4 separate regions of the Sus scrofa genome follow, and all the other regions are linked to region 4. A link is a contact called in public HiChIP or PLAC-seq data. All regions are on one chromosome and are shown on one strand. Each heading gives the region's core, a stretch centred on a gene start, on an enhancer-like site or on the middle of the called end of the contact. The rest is flanking DNA. Distances are from core to core; before and after follow the strand shown.

Region 1 (3,303 bases), core at 715-3,214, 85 kb after region 4:
GCTGCAGCTGTAGCTTAGGTCCTGAATGTGGCTAAGCTACATTGGCCCAGGAACTCCATGTGCTGCAGGGCAGCCAAAAAAAAAAAAAAGGAAAGAAAAGGAAAAAATGAGAGGAAGAATAGAAGAATAACTTGATGCCTATAGAGATTAACAAAATTGGGTTCCCGTTCTAGGCTGCTAGTTTTCTAAGTGACTTTAAGGAAGTCACTTTAATCCATCTGTAGATTGAGAGGAAACTGAGCTAAATTTTCTATAAGATCCCTTCCAAGTTCTTTTTGTTTTGTTTTTTAGGGCTGCGCCTGCAGCATATGGATGTTCCCAGGCTAGGGGTTGAATAGGAGCTGCAGCTGCTGGCCTATGCCACAGCCACAGAAATGCAGGATCCAGAAGTTCCCGTCGTGACGCAGTGGTTAACGAATCCGACTAGGAACCATGAGGTTGCGGGTTCGATCCCTGCCCTTGCTCAGTGGGTTAACGATCCGACGTTGCCGTGAGTTGTGGTGTAGGTTGCAGACGCGGCTCGGATCCCAGGTTGTTGTGGCTCTGGCGTAGGCCGGTGACTATGGCTCCGATTCGACCCCTAGCCTGGGAACCTCCATATGCCGTGGGAACGGCCCAAGAAATAGCAAAAAGACAAAACAAAAAACAACAACAAAAAAAGGAATGCAGGATCCAAAACCAGGCTGCAAACTGCACCATAGGTCACCGCAATGCCAGATCCTTAAGCCACTAGTTGGATACTGGATACTAGTTGGATACTGGATACTAGTTGGGGTCATTACCTGCTGAGTCACAATGGGAACTCCCTCCCTTCCAAATTCTCATTGACACCTATTACCTACTGCTAATATATGATCGAATTGGTGAGTGCTCCATAAATGGAATTTGTGCTTAACTAAGAATGTGACTTTTCTTATTCTCTTTAAAAATTGGTGCTTTGGAAACTGTTTTTAATGCCTTCAACTGAGGCTAAATGAAAAGTGTATGTTTTAATACTTTTAAATCGCATGAGGACTCAATGAAGGTTACTCATTGATTTGAACTTTCCAAAACATTTTCACAATCCGCAGGATCTTAAAATAATCCAAGGTGACTTGCAGGGCAGGTAGCTATCAACACTCTCATTTTATAGATGTGGAAACCGAGGCCTATACTTACATTCTCATCCCTTCGCGGAGATGGTCCAGAGCGAGGTTCATCAAGAGGCTAGATATTAATACACACAATAAGGTCGATAAAGCAGCCTTGGTTCATATTCCAACTCTGCAGCCCTAGGACTCTGTTTCCACTACTGTAAAATGGGGACAAAGCCAGTACTCAACTTCATAGCACTGTGAGGAGTAAATAAGTATGAAGCTCAATAAACGAGTTGCTATTAGAGTGTCATGCCGCCACATAAAGAGTTCCGCAAAAGCCACTGGGCAACGCGGGGGCACTGCCTGGGCAGACCCGTTCTCACAGCATACCTGAGTTCCCAGGGGCCGCCCAGGTCCCCATGGCTTCCCGCCCGGGCACCTTCGGAAACACTGCTCCTCCTCGCTACGCGTTGAGGCCGGCTGGCCTCTCCAGCAGTGATCAACACTGATCTCTCTCAACCCTGTCCCCTGTGGAGGGGCGTGGTCTCACAGACAAAGGGCGGAGCCAAGGCGAGAACTGGGGCGTCGAGCTCCCCTTCCCAGTCTGGAGCCGCCCAATCCGGGAGGGCAGGTCACGTGACCAGCGAGCGGTTTCACCCTCCCCTATGCCGGTACCACCTATGTCAGTCCCAGAGGGGATGTTTTGTGCCTTTTCGGGAAGCAAAGTATTTTTCTGAGCCCATTTTGCGTAGAAATAATGTAGAGTAATATCTTTGATGTTATGGGGTCAATATTTGCCCCCTAAGTGCTATTTTTCCCCCGGCCTCCCCCCGATAAGTAGTTGGTCTCGTCCAGCCGGGCCCTGGGCGCGGCGGCGACGGCCGCGTCACTGGCGGGCGGGATCCCTCCGCTCTGGGGAGAGCAGCGCTGGACGGTTGAGTTGGGGTGACTGAGAAAATCCATCCGCGTCGCCGCCGCTGCCGCCTCCGCCGCGGAGGAAGACAGGACCTCCCGCTCTCCTTTAGCGACCCTTCGCAGAGTCCCACCGCCACAGGTACCTCCGCTGGTAAAAGGAGTCCTCATCCCCTTCCCAGCCCCAAATTCCCGTGGGGGAACCTCTCTTCCGTCTGTCTACCCGGTCTGGCCTCTCGGGAGCGGACGTAACTCCCCAGACATCCCCTCCCTTCTTATGGCCCCGTCGCTCCCAAACCCGGAAGGGGAACTGGGGGACCCTCGCCCCCAATAACGCACGCGCTCCCTGCAGCATCAGGGGCCTTTTGCCTGACTCTAGACCTCATCTCACCCCCACCTGCCTCTTGCTCCCTGAGAAGTTGGGGGGCTAAATTCGGGGCTTCCTCTAGGCCCTGTCCCGCCCCCTTTCCCCACCACTGCCACCCTCTTAGCTCCCCCGGGGTAGCACCCCTCGTGTCCTCCCATTTCGCACCGCCGCTGGCATTCGCCTTGCAAAAGTCCAGAATCCTCAGAGAAGCAGGCAAGGCCGCGAGGCCACCCTTCCCTTGTCTCCACCCTCGATTTAGGTTCTTTTCTGGACCCATTACCCCCTAGACCAGAGACCTCGGCACCTCATTCCCTTTAGCAGTCCTAACCTCACGCTTAGCTCCCAGTCGCCCCTACCCCCCACCGAGCTTTCTTTTGGGCAAAATGGAGGTCGTGGGGGCCGGAGAGCCAGGCCCACTGCGTTTCGAAGAGCCACACCGGCCCGCGCCTTCCCCTGCCAGATCCGGGGACCCTCGCTTGTCCCTTGCCTCCCCTTCGCCCCGTCAGCCTTGCGGAGGCGGTGGCACCCCCATTTCTCCTTGGGACCCCAATTGCTGTATGCCCAGAATCTGGGGTTGCCGAGGGGGCTCGGAAGGGTGATAGGGATTGAGGGCTGGGAGCGTTGCCCCCGCCCCCAGCGGCTTCCTCCTGGCCTGCTTCCTTCTGCCTGGGGCGTCTGGCGCTGCCGCCCGGCCTGGGCTGCCGGCAGCTGGAATTGAGGGGCTTTGTCCCGAGCTGGGGAAATGGGATGGGGGTCTCTGCCCCCCACTTTGGAAGGGCGTCCCCAGGCTCTGGCGTAGAAAGCTGAACAGAGCGAGGGGAAATGTCAGCGGGGAAGAGAAACGCCCAGGGCCTGGGGGAAGTGGGAGCAGGGTGGGGGACGCCTGGGTTGGCAGAGTGCAGTGTGCATGGCCAGATCACACAGGTGTCCAAAGGAGGGGGGGGGTAG
Region 2 (3,251 bases), core at 120-2,619, 110 kb after region 4:
CAACTCTGCCCAATGACACACCACCTAGAAAAAACGGAGGCGGGAGTAAGGGTGAGTGGCTCGGACTGCAGCAGTGCACAAGGAACGGTATACTTGAAGGAGCCAGAGAGAAAACTCACCCTGAGAGCAGCAAAAGGGACCAGCCTGTTGGTACTGATGGTGTTTCAGGTGCAAGGCCAAAGGGCAGGGCTAAATTGCAAGTGCACATCAGCTCTCAGGGGCAGAGAGATTGTAAAGGCTGATCTTTGGAAAAGCAGCAATGAGAAGCAAGACAGGAGACTGGGTGGATGGAGGAAAGAGCCGGCCAACAAGTACTAGTTGGGCATCTACCTCTCAGGGTCAGGCCGGGCCCTACGATGGACCAGACCTGGAAGTTTACTGGAAATTACAGTAATGACTGCGTAAGATATGAGCGATGAGGATCTTTTTGAAGTGAACTTGAAGGGAACAAAATAAAAAGGCAAAGTGTGAGGGGCTGTGGCTGGAGAGCTGCTGGATCAGGGGAGATGTGCTGGGAAGGGCCCAGCCTGCTAACAGGAAAGACTAAGGTGTTTCACAAGCCCAGGCAGCCAGGAGGAAGGAGACCCCAATGACCAAGCACTAACGTCGCTTGCTGAAAGGAAATTTAAGCGAAGACCCAGCCGAGGTGCTTTGGTTAAGAAAAAAGGCTTCCACGTTAGCCAAAGTCATGGAACGCTTGGACTTCAAGACCTGCAGGGCCCAGCTAATTTCGATAAGAAGCCAGAGGCACGTTGGGGGCAATCTCCGGGCAGCACCGGGCATTAGGGTCCGGGGCCCCCGGGCGGAGACTGCGGGCGGGGGGAGGTGGGGAGCCCGGGCCGAGCTTCCGAGGGGCAGGAGGACGACCGTTAGGAGCGCGGGGGTGGGAAGGAGGCGGCCCGGCCGGGGAGGACGGCGTGCCCTTCAGGGAGGGGGCGCCAGGTGCGTGGGGCGCGGGCGGCCGCCCCCCGGGAGCGAGCCGGCCTCTCCCGGGGCGGCGCGGGGGGCCCGGCCCGCGCGGGGGGAGGGTCCGGCGGGGAGGGCCGGAGGGCGGGCGCACCCGGGGGCGGCGGCCTCGGGAGGAGGCGGGGGAGGGTCCGTGCCGGCGGCCCGCGCTCCCGCTCAGCCTCTCGCAGGCTCGGCGCGGCCGCCTCGGCGTCGGGGGCGGGCCTTGGCCGCGGCCCGGCCGCCAGCCGGGGTCCGCGGGGCCGCCGAGCGCTTACCGCGGCTGGCGGGCTGCGCGAGGCTCCGGTCCCGGGGCGTTGGCGACGCGCGGCGGGCCGGGGGGCGGCGGCGGCGGGGGAGGGGGCGCTGGCGCTCCCGCGGCGGCCGCTCCTCTCTGTTTGTGTTTGTAGCAAGATGGCTGCCCGCCTCGCACCACGTGACGCGGACGCGGGGCCGCGGGGCCGCCCCCTCCGCCCCCGCCGCCGCCACCGCCCCCGCCCCCCTCCGCGGCTCCGGCCCGCTGCGACCCGTAAGGCCTGGCCCGCTCCCCGCGTGCCCAGCGGGCGGGGCCCGGACGCCCGCCGCCCCCGAACCCCCCCCGGCACGTGACCCCGGAGCCCGGTTCCTCACGTGACACTGCCTGCTGCGGGCCGGGGGTGTCCCTGGGGCTGCCCGGGGACCCCCCCCTGCACGTGATGCGCGACCATCGCCGGCCCCCCCGGGGGTTGGCTTCCTCCGGGAAGCCCGCCTGGATTGAAGGGGAACACATACAACCCAGCGGTGTGTTCATCAGACATCTGGGACATATGAAATAACGGGGAACCTAATGACTTAGAAACAATTCGAGGCAGCACTGGCTGGTGAGACCTGGACTTTCTATCTGGCTCCCCTGCCAACTAGCCACCTAGACGTCGAGGGCGTTGGACTTGACGCTTTCTGGCCTCAGTTTCTGTTTTATAGTTAGATATTGAAGCTCTCCTCCCTTCCCAGGCCCCCATTCCATGCCCTTCCCGGGGTGCTCAAAGAATGAAAAGAAATGAATGCAAAAGGCTTTGAAAAGAGTGAAAAGTACTATGCAAATATGAGAAGTAAATTGACACTTCCTTTGTTGAAAAAGCTTTTCAAAAATGAGTTTTCTGATTCTTTTTGAACTTTTTAGGATAAAAGAGTTTGGTGTGTATTTTCACCATTTTCTTTGGAAGTTACCTCAGACTGTATGCCCTACTTCCAGGCTTTCTAACACAACCGATACCAAAAACAATATAATTCTCGTGACAGGGAGAGGTAAATTCAGACCTGGAGCTTGAGTCCCCTGTGTTGTGCCAAAACGGGGCACACAACTCCAGAGCTACCAGGAAGAGCCTTTGTTCTTGCACCGAGTAAACCCCAGGCTTCTATGCACTTGCAGCTTTAGTGTCTGCTTTTTTTCAATTCACTTGATTTTTCTTGCAGTCAGGATTCCCGCCTCTGTTGTCAGTGCAGCTGCTTGCTCACAGACTGCAGAAAGCAGTTGTTTAAAGCGAGGACTTGTGTACTGGTTCCATCCATTCCTGTCTGTGGCCTTGGGCACCTCTACTAATCTCTGAGTCTCTGGATTGCATGGTAGGTAAAGCACTTAACACAGTGCTTGGCACAGAGCAAGCACTCTGTACTTGTTAGCTAGTAGGGGCTTCTGGGTCCATGATGTTCAGATTGTTAATCCTATATGAAAACAGATCAACATAATCCAATCTTGGGTCAAGTTCTTTACCTGGAATAGAGTTTTTAAGTTTATGACAGATGGTTTTTCTTGCTTGAAAGCTTTTGTTTTTTTAACTTTCGTAGATTGTGTCCTGGGCGGTTAAAGATAACAGCCGCCTATCTTCTGAAGGAATAAGATCTTAGCATGTTTTAATTGTTAATTAACAAATGTGAGGTTGTAAATTATGGTGCAGAAATGGTAAGGGGGTGGGGGAAAGGGGGCACTTCTGTGACGTGGAAGCAGTCAGGGACAGTGGTAGCCTATGCTGAGCTGGAAGGAAGGGCAGGATTTGGGTAGAAAAAAATGAGCATCAGCTTTAGAATTGTGACGGTCCAGGCTGATGGGAGAAGAGGACCTGGATTGCTCGTTGGGTGAAAAATGAAGTAAAACTTCAGTAAAGGGCTTTGAATGCTCTCAGGAAAATGTTTTTGGTTTTTTTTTTCATGTGCCTGGGGCATGTGGAAATTCCTGGGCCACAGATCAAACCCAAGCCACGGCAGTGACAGCCCTGATCCTTAACCCACTAGGCCACCAGGGAACTCCAGGAAAATGTTTTTGATTGGAG
Region 3 (3,156 bases), core at 6-2,505, 100 kb before region 4:
TGAAAAGCTACATGACCTTAAACATACCCCGTTCTGTCCCTCAATTTTCCTCGCGAAAAAATGGAAGTGATAAGACTTCATCATAAAGCTATTGTGAGAGTTACTTAGAACAAGATATAAGAATAGTCACGGTGGGTGTTTGATAAGTGTGAGCGATATTACCAGGACTGTAAATGTTGGGGCACCGTGCACAGCTAACAGGATCAGGGTAGCAGAGCTGCAGGGCATAGGGCTGGGTAGCCCACTGCTACTCCGGTCTTTTGGGAGAGGCCACCCAGATTCCCAGCAATGGAGCCCAACCCTGCCAGAGTTGCGGATGAGGGAGATGGCGGCAGGAGAATTTGCTGACTCTTCTAGTGAACTGGGTGCTGGGAATCTGCAAACCGTCCCTGCTGTTCCTCTCTGGCCCCCAGCCTTGCTCACGCCCACCACCTGCTCCTCAGGGCCGACCTCTCCCGGACCAAGACCCAGCGACACAGCAGTCCCTCCCTCGGTCCCGGGGCCTCTGCTGCCCTCTAGGCTCGGGACCTGCTGCCAACCTTTGCTCTCCCCCACCTCCAAGCCCTGTAACTCTGACATCCCAGAATTTTGCCGTCTGGCGAAATATCCACGCTTTTCCTTGGCGAACCACCTCTGCGCCTCCGCGTGGCCTGGGTAAGCGGGTGAGCTAAGCCGTAGAGGGAACTTGCGGCTCCTCGGTCTTCCCTTGTGTTGTCCCCTTCCCCTCTACCTCCCTCCGGAAGGCCAAGGCCTCCCGCCCGGCCTTCGCTCCCGCGGCGTCAGGCGGACACCCTCCCGAGTCTTCCGACTGCGACCCCGGCGGCCCCGCCCCCAGCCCGGGCCCTCTGCCCCCGGCAGCGCCACGTCGCCGCGGGGAACCCTGGGAAGTGTAGTTTTCCGCAGCTCTCAGTGGGGGCGTGGCTAGACGGCCCGCTGTTTGTCCGCCGACCCCAGGCGCAGGGCACTGACCCTCGCCCTGGCCGAGCCGGGGAGCGCCAGAGAGGCAGGGCCGTGGGCTGCGGAGGCGGAGTTTCCTGCGAGGTGTCATTCGCTGTGGGGTCTTGGACAAGTCCCATAACATCTGCAGCAGTCTCACTTGTGGGATTTCCAGGGAGAGCGTGGGCTCCGCATCTGGTACCCAGCGTGTCCTCGATGGATGGGCGCCGAAGCTATTGCTACTGGCCGGGCAGAGTTGCCAAAGGCAATCAGCTCCTAAAAGGCTTGTGGGCCCAACCCCGCGCCCCCCCACCCTCCCTGTTCTCAGGTGACTCTCCCTGTCCCACTCAAGTTCCCCTCTTTGCCTCTGGTCAACCACAAACACGCTTCTACATCTACTCAGAAATATCTGATATTTATTTCCCAACAGTTTGATAATTTTTTACAAATTGAATAAAAGGAATGAAGGGGAATATGTGTGACCCCAGGCCAGGCCTTGGGGTCCTGATAAGAGGTGACAGTATGAAAACTTCTCCTCACTCACAACCCGTGGCCTGCTGCCCCAACCTCTCCTATCAACCTTACCTAAGAGTGAGGTGAGGGCTGAGGATGTGGGGTTCCCACCTTAGAGGGGACTCCGGGCATCCTGTTTCAGGCTCTGAACTGGGTCAGTTTGGGGGCAGGTGTGGGCCCGGATGTGGCGCCGACGCCGCCTCTCCTGCCTGCGGGCCAGCTGCCGCAGTTGTTTCCGAATGGCCCACAGCACCAGGTACACTTCCCGAAGCATCTCAGCCTCTCGAGACTCCAAAGGGGAACGAGTCTTCATTTGGGAGGCAACTGAGGTAGAACTCACAGATGACTGTGAAAAAGAGAAGATGAGCGCAAGTGAATAGCACAGTCTAGGGAGAAACTGCTGGTGGGACCACCTGCAGATAAACAGCAAAGCCTTGTCTAATTCCACCTCCTCTGTCAGGCCTTAGCTTGGGCACTGCCTCCTCCAGGAGGCCTTCTCGGGTTGTCTCTGCTCTTGTGTTTGTCCATATCAGGTTTTTCTTTTTTGTCTTTTTCTTATTAGGGCCGCACCTACAGCATAAGGAAGTTCCCAGGCTAAGGGCTGAATCAGAGCTGCAGCTGCTGGCCTACGGTACAGACACAGCAACACCTGATCTGAGCCACATGTGCAAAACTACGCCGCAGCTTGTGGCAATGCCAGATCCTTAACCCACTGAGGAAGGCCAGGAATGGAACCTGCATCCTCACAGACACTGTGTCAGGTTCTTAACCTGCTGAGCCACAATGGAAACTCCCCATTTGTTTTATATGCTATTTGTTTTATAGACTCATCTGTTCTCAATACCAGCATATTATACATTTTATATGCTATTTGTTCTCTAGACTCATCTGTTTTCAATACCAGCATACAAGCTCCTGGAAGGCAAGGACCATGTCTGACGAACCTTTGAGTCCCCACTAGGATTTCATGAGGAGTGTATTAAAATGAAGGACAGAATGACACCTTGACCTCTGTCTCCAACCCAGAGCTCTCTCCTGGCCTCCAGGCCTGTATATCCCACTGCCTCCTAGACATCTCCCTGCACATGTCCTTCCAACATCTTCACTCATCCTGCCGCATTTCCCTAAACTCATCACTTTCTCCCCTAAGCCTGCTCCGCTCCGAGCAAATGGCTCCAGCCTGCTTGTACTTCCGTCTCTCCCTCTCCCCTCACCACATCCAACCACCTGGTACAACAATTCTACCTCCTAAATACCACTCCAGTCTCTTAACTTGTACTTCCCAGTGCCTCTCCCCCCATCCAGAACATCCTTCCCTCTTAGCCTGGACCACAACCCTCAGTGGATCTTCCTGCCTCTCTCCTCTTGGCCCTTTCTGACCTCCCTCTACAGGGCGGTCAGGTGAACTTTTAAAAAATTATTATTGGAGTGCCTGTCGTGGCACAGAGGAAACAAATCCGACTCAGAACCATGAGGTTGCGGGTTTGATCTTTGGCCTTGATCAGTGGGTAAGGATCCGGCATTGCCGTGAGCTGTGGTGTAGGTCGCATACATGGCTCGGATCCAGTGTTGCTGTGGCTGTGATGTAGGCCAGCAGCTGTAACTCTGCTTCGACCCCTAGCCTGACAACTTCCATATGCCGCAGTACGGCCCTAAAAAGAAAACAAAAAACAAAAAAACAAGAATGGTGTATATAACAAGGACCTA
Region 4 (3,169 bases), core at 639-3,138:
AAATCTTGTCTGGGTAGAGCCAAGGGCAATACTGTTGCCAGGGCAACTGATGAGGTCAGTTGTTGGGCTCCAGGCTCTTCCTGGTACCCAGCAAGCTAAATCACCTGGCACTGATTACCAACCCACTCGACCACCCGCCCAGGACCCAGGCACTGGGATCCCTGCTGCTTCCTGCTTTATATGTACCCAGCACTTAGAGAGTCAAAGACGCGAGGCGGTCTAGGCTGGTCTCTGTGACAGTGGCTGTGATTTCACAAGCACTGGACTGCTGCAAGGGGGACTGGATGATGGGAGCAGGAAGGAGTGGCTGTGAAGAGCCCTCCTGTGGGTAGCTTCAAATCAAGCCTGGGGAGGAAGGCTCCAGCCAGGAGCACAGCAGGCACGTGGGCTCCATGGGTGCCCTGCTCCTTAGGGCAGCACCAAGACTAGGAAAGGGAGGGGCCAGCAGATGTCTTTTGTGTTCCTGCCACTTCGCACATGGTGCATATGTCAAGGCTACACTGGAGGCGATGGCCGGGGACATACTTATGTCCTGGTGTCAGCTTAAGGATCTATGACATATCTGCCTCTCCCTGGCCAACACCTATTGATGGTGGAGGCTGCCACAGGCCCCCCCATGTACCACGTGAGCTGCCAGCACCTCTCCCGCACCTTAGAGAGGCGCTGGCTGACCTGAGAGGCACCTGGAGTAGGCACTGGGTACCACCTGCCTGCTGGCCAGATGCCCATCCTCACAATGCCAGGCAGTGCCCTGCATCATGCTTGCAACATGACCTGTAAAGGATGTTCGAGGATGCCAGCCTCCCTGTCCACTAAACCATTGGCTCCTCTGGTATCCCAGCTCCTTCCTCCAAGGCCTGGGTGGGAAGCCCCGCCAGCCCTGCTTGGGCTTTCCTGACCCTTGAACTAGTCTATGAAAACGAACCAGATGGCCTTGCTTCAGTACTCCTGTTACAGCTCCTTCCTCACCTGAAGGCACTCCTCCCCCAAATACCATCTTTAACTGGGGCCACAGCTGCCCCCTTCCCCTCCCCAACCCTCAGCTCCCCCAGGGCCCTTCAGGTATCCTGCTTGCCAGGACAGGGATATCATAAGGTCCTCTAAGGCCCACCTGTCAACCCGTGGTTTGTCTTGCAGAGTGTACACTGACCAGCGCCATGGCCCCCGCCGTCAGCAGGTGGTCCTTGGAAGGATCAGAGGCGGGTGTAGGGCGTTCCTGCTATGGCACGGGTCGCAGCTGAGGCTCGGATTTGATTCCTGTCCCAGGAACCTTCATAGGTGGCAGGTGTGGCTGAAAAAGGGGAAAAAAGAAATGGATGTAAAAGTGCCTGAATCCCAACCCCATTTCAAACTTCTTGGGATGCAAGGGGGCAAAGGGTACCCCCATGAAGACACCTCCTGTCACCCCAACCCTGCAGAGAACCTGAACCTCCAGCTCCACCGAGGTCAACTTAGCCCAGTGCTCGGCGGCCCTGGCTCCTAGGATTACTTGGAAAGGAAGAGAACAGAACCATTCTGAGCGGGACCGGGGAGGCAGGGGACACGGGTGCTGGCGGCCTAGAGCCGGAAGGGGGTCCCGCTGTAAAGGCAGCCGGCTTAGCAGCCCCCTTACCTCCAGGACTGCGGACGAGGCCGCCAGCGGTCACCACGGACGTAGCTCCACGCACACTCTCTTCACCTCACAGCTTTCTCCGCGCTCAGGTCGGGTCAGAAGAGACGCCCCCAACACCTCCCCGCCCCGGCACCAGCCCAGGCCGAGGCCGCCTCTCCCGCACTCGGCAACTCAAACTCCACGCCCACCGCGCGGAGTCCAGCTCCGGGGCGCGTGAGGGTTAACCTCGCGGGGGTGGGGACTTGGGCGCAGTCGGCGTTGGGAGGGAGGGGAGAGGAGGCGGCGGGAGGCCACTGGGTTGAGGCTCCGAGCCCGGCGGAGCCTCGGGTGTCTCAGGCCGTCGAGCAGTCACTGGGTCACACGCTGCGCGCAGCGAGGGGCCACTGCAGACCCCCTGCCCCAAACTTCAAGTCGGGAGCGGGGGAGAGAGACGCCGGGCATTAAGGCAGTGGCAGCCTGTCAGGACGCTGCCCCCTCCCCCGGGACCGCTACCTCTAGAACCCCACCTCGGCGAGCCTCTTCCCAGCCGTCTCCGCTCCTGCTCCGGCCACTTGGTCGCCTTTGGCCCAGGATGAAGCCCAGAGGCGGCGGCGGCGGCAGCCCCACGACGGCCCCGGAGTCTGAGTCGGCCGACGTGGCCCTGGGTCCGCTGTCGCCCTGGGCCTGCCCGGCTGACGTGCGGCTCTGCGGCCACCTTCGGAAGCACAAGTCCCAGCACCGCCGCTTCTTCGTGCTCCGCGCGGACCCGCCGCGCCTCGAGTGTTACGAGAGCGAGAAGAAGTTCCACGCCGGCCGAGCGGCTCCCAAGCTCAGCGTGAGCCTGACGGGCGCGTGCACCATCAGCAAGCGCGTGGACGCGCGCCAGCGCCACCTGATCTTCCTCTTCACCGCCGACCGCAGCCTGGGCGTGGCGGCGGCCAGCGAGGCGGAGCAGCAGGCGTGGTACAGCGCCCTGCTTGAGGCGCGCGCCGCCGCCGGTGAGGCCCAAGCCCAGGGTGGGAGGGTGGGGGGGGTGATCGTGGATTTGGCTTATCCGTAGGCTGTCCCTCCCCCAGGTCTCCGAAATCCAATCCAAAATGAAGCGTTTACGCGTTGTCAGTCCCCGGGGCACACTGACTCCAAGCTCCCGGCCCAGAAGCTCTGTGACCCGCCTGTTGTCTCTCCAGGGCCCAGCTCCCACGAGGACCCCGAGGCCTGGATGCTCGCTCCGTTTCAGGACATCTGGCCCGTGACGCTGCGGCCCAAGGGGCTGGGGCAGACACGAGGCCTGGGCAGCGGCGGCTACTGCTTGTGCCTGGGTTCCGGGGTACTGAGCCTGCTGCGGAAGCCCAGGGGCAGAAGCTCCAGGGCCACCCAGGCACCTCCGCCCCCAGCCCTGCGCCTGTCCCTGCTCAGCGTGCGCCGCTGTGGTCACGCAGACTCTTTCTTCTTCCTGGAGCTCGGGCGCTCAGCACCCACAGGTCCCGGGGAGCTGTGGCTACAGGCGCCCGATGCTGTGATGGCCCAAAGCATTCACGAGACTGTCCTGGCCGCCATGAAGCGAATCGGGGACACTGG

Evidence for each region. HiChIP or PLAC-seq counts read pairs in DNA pulled down with a chosen protein or histone mark.
Region 1: a contact with region 4 is called in an H3K27ac HiChIP or PLAC-seq map of alveolar macrophages. The contact joins the promoter of GNB2 here to the promoter of LOC100515824 in region 4. A contact is called at or near these places in 1 of 5 promoter capture datasets (fetal skeletal muscle), 3 of 47 Hi-C or Micro-C datasets (embryonic fibroblasts, fetal skeletal muscle and heart right ventricle) and 2 of 2 datasets of contacts at active chromatin or transcription factors (alveolar macrophages and skeletal muscle).
Region 2: a contact with region 4 is called in an H3K27ac HiChIP or PLAC-seq map of alveolar macrophages. The contact joins the promoter of GIGYF1 here to the promoter of LOC100515824 in region 4. A contact is called at or near these places in 2 of 5 promoter capture datasets (fetal skeletal muscle and liver), 4 of 47 Hi-C or Micro-C datasets (alveolar macrophages, blood and fetal skeletal muscle) and 2 of 2 datasets of contacts at active chromatin or transcription factors (alveolar macrophages and skeletal muscle).
Region 3: an H3K27ac HiChIP or PLAC-seq map of alveolar macrophages shows a contact between it and region 4. The contact joins the promoter of LOC110259879 here to the promoter of LOC100515824 in region 4. A contact is called at or near these places in 2 of 5 promoter capture datasets (fetal liver and liver), 24 of 47 Hi-C or Micro-C datasets (alveolar macrophages, blood, brain and 14 more) and 2 of 2 datasets of contacts at active chromatin or transcription factors (alveolar macrophages and skeletal muscle).

The regions. Positions count from the first base shown.
Region 1 is chr3:8,577,073-8,580,375 of Sscrofa11.1, forward strand. It overlaps GNB2 (guanine nucleotide-binding protein G(I)/G(S)/G(T) subunit beta-2), which reads left to right and starts at 1,965. Exons shown (of 10, transcript XM_003480989.3): 1 at 1,965-2,130.
Region 2 is chr3:8,598,757-8,602,007 of Sscrofa11.1, forward strand. It overlaps GIGYF1 (GRB10-interacting GYF protein 1), which reads right to left and starts at 1,370. Exons shown (of 27, transcript XM_021086242.1): 1 at 1,224-1,370. LOC110260076 (branchpoint-bridging protein-like) reads right to left here. Exons shown (of 3, transcript XM_021087974.1): 2 at 1,224-1,693; 3 at 870-1,170. The coding sequence ends at 870.
Region 3 is chr3:8,389,613-8,392,768 of Sscrofa11.1, forward strand. LOC110259879 reads right to left here and starts at 1,256. Exons shown (of 2, transcript XM_021086226.1): 1 at 731-1,256. The coding sequence starts at 1,081. LOC100514038 (TSC22 domain family protein 4) reads right to left here. Exons shown (of 6, transcript XM_013995454.2): 6 at 1,333-1,795. The coding sequence ends at 1,562.
Region 4 is chr3:8,492,648-8,495,816 of Sscrofa11.1, forward strand. It overlaps LOC100515824 (insulin receptor substrate 1-like), which reads left to right and starts at 1,889. Exons shown (of 2, transcript XM_013995453.2): 1 at 1,889-2,589; 2 at 2,779-3,169. The coding sequence starts at 2,184. It overlaps LOC106509647 (a long non-coding RNA gene), which reads right to left and starts at 2,515. Exons shown (of 7, transcript XR_002342293.1): 1 at 1,613-2,515; 2 at 1,112-1,291.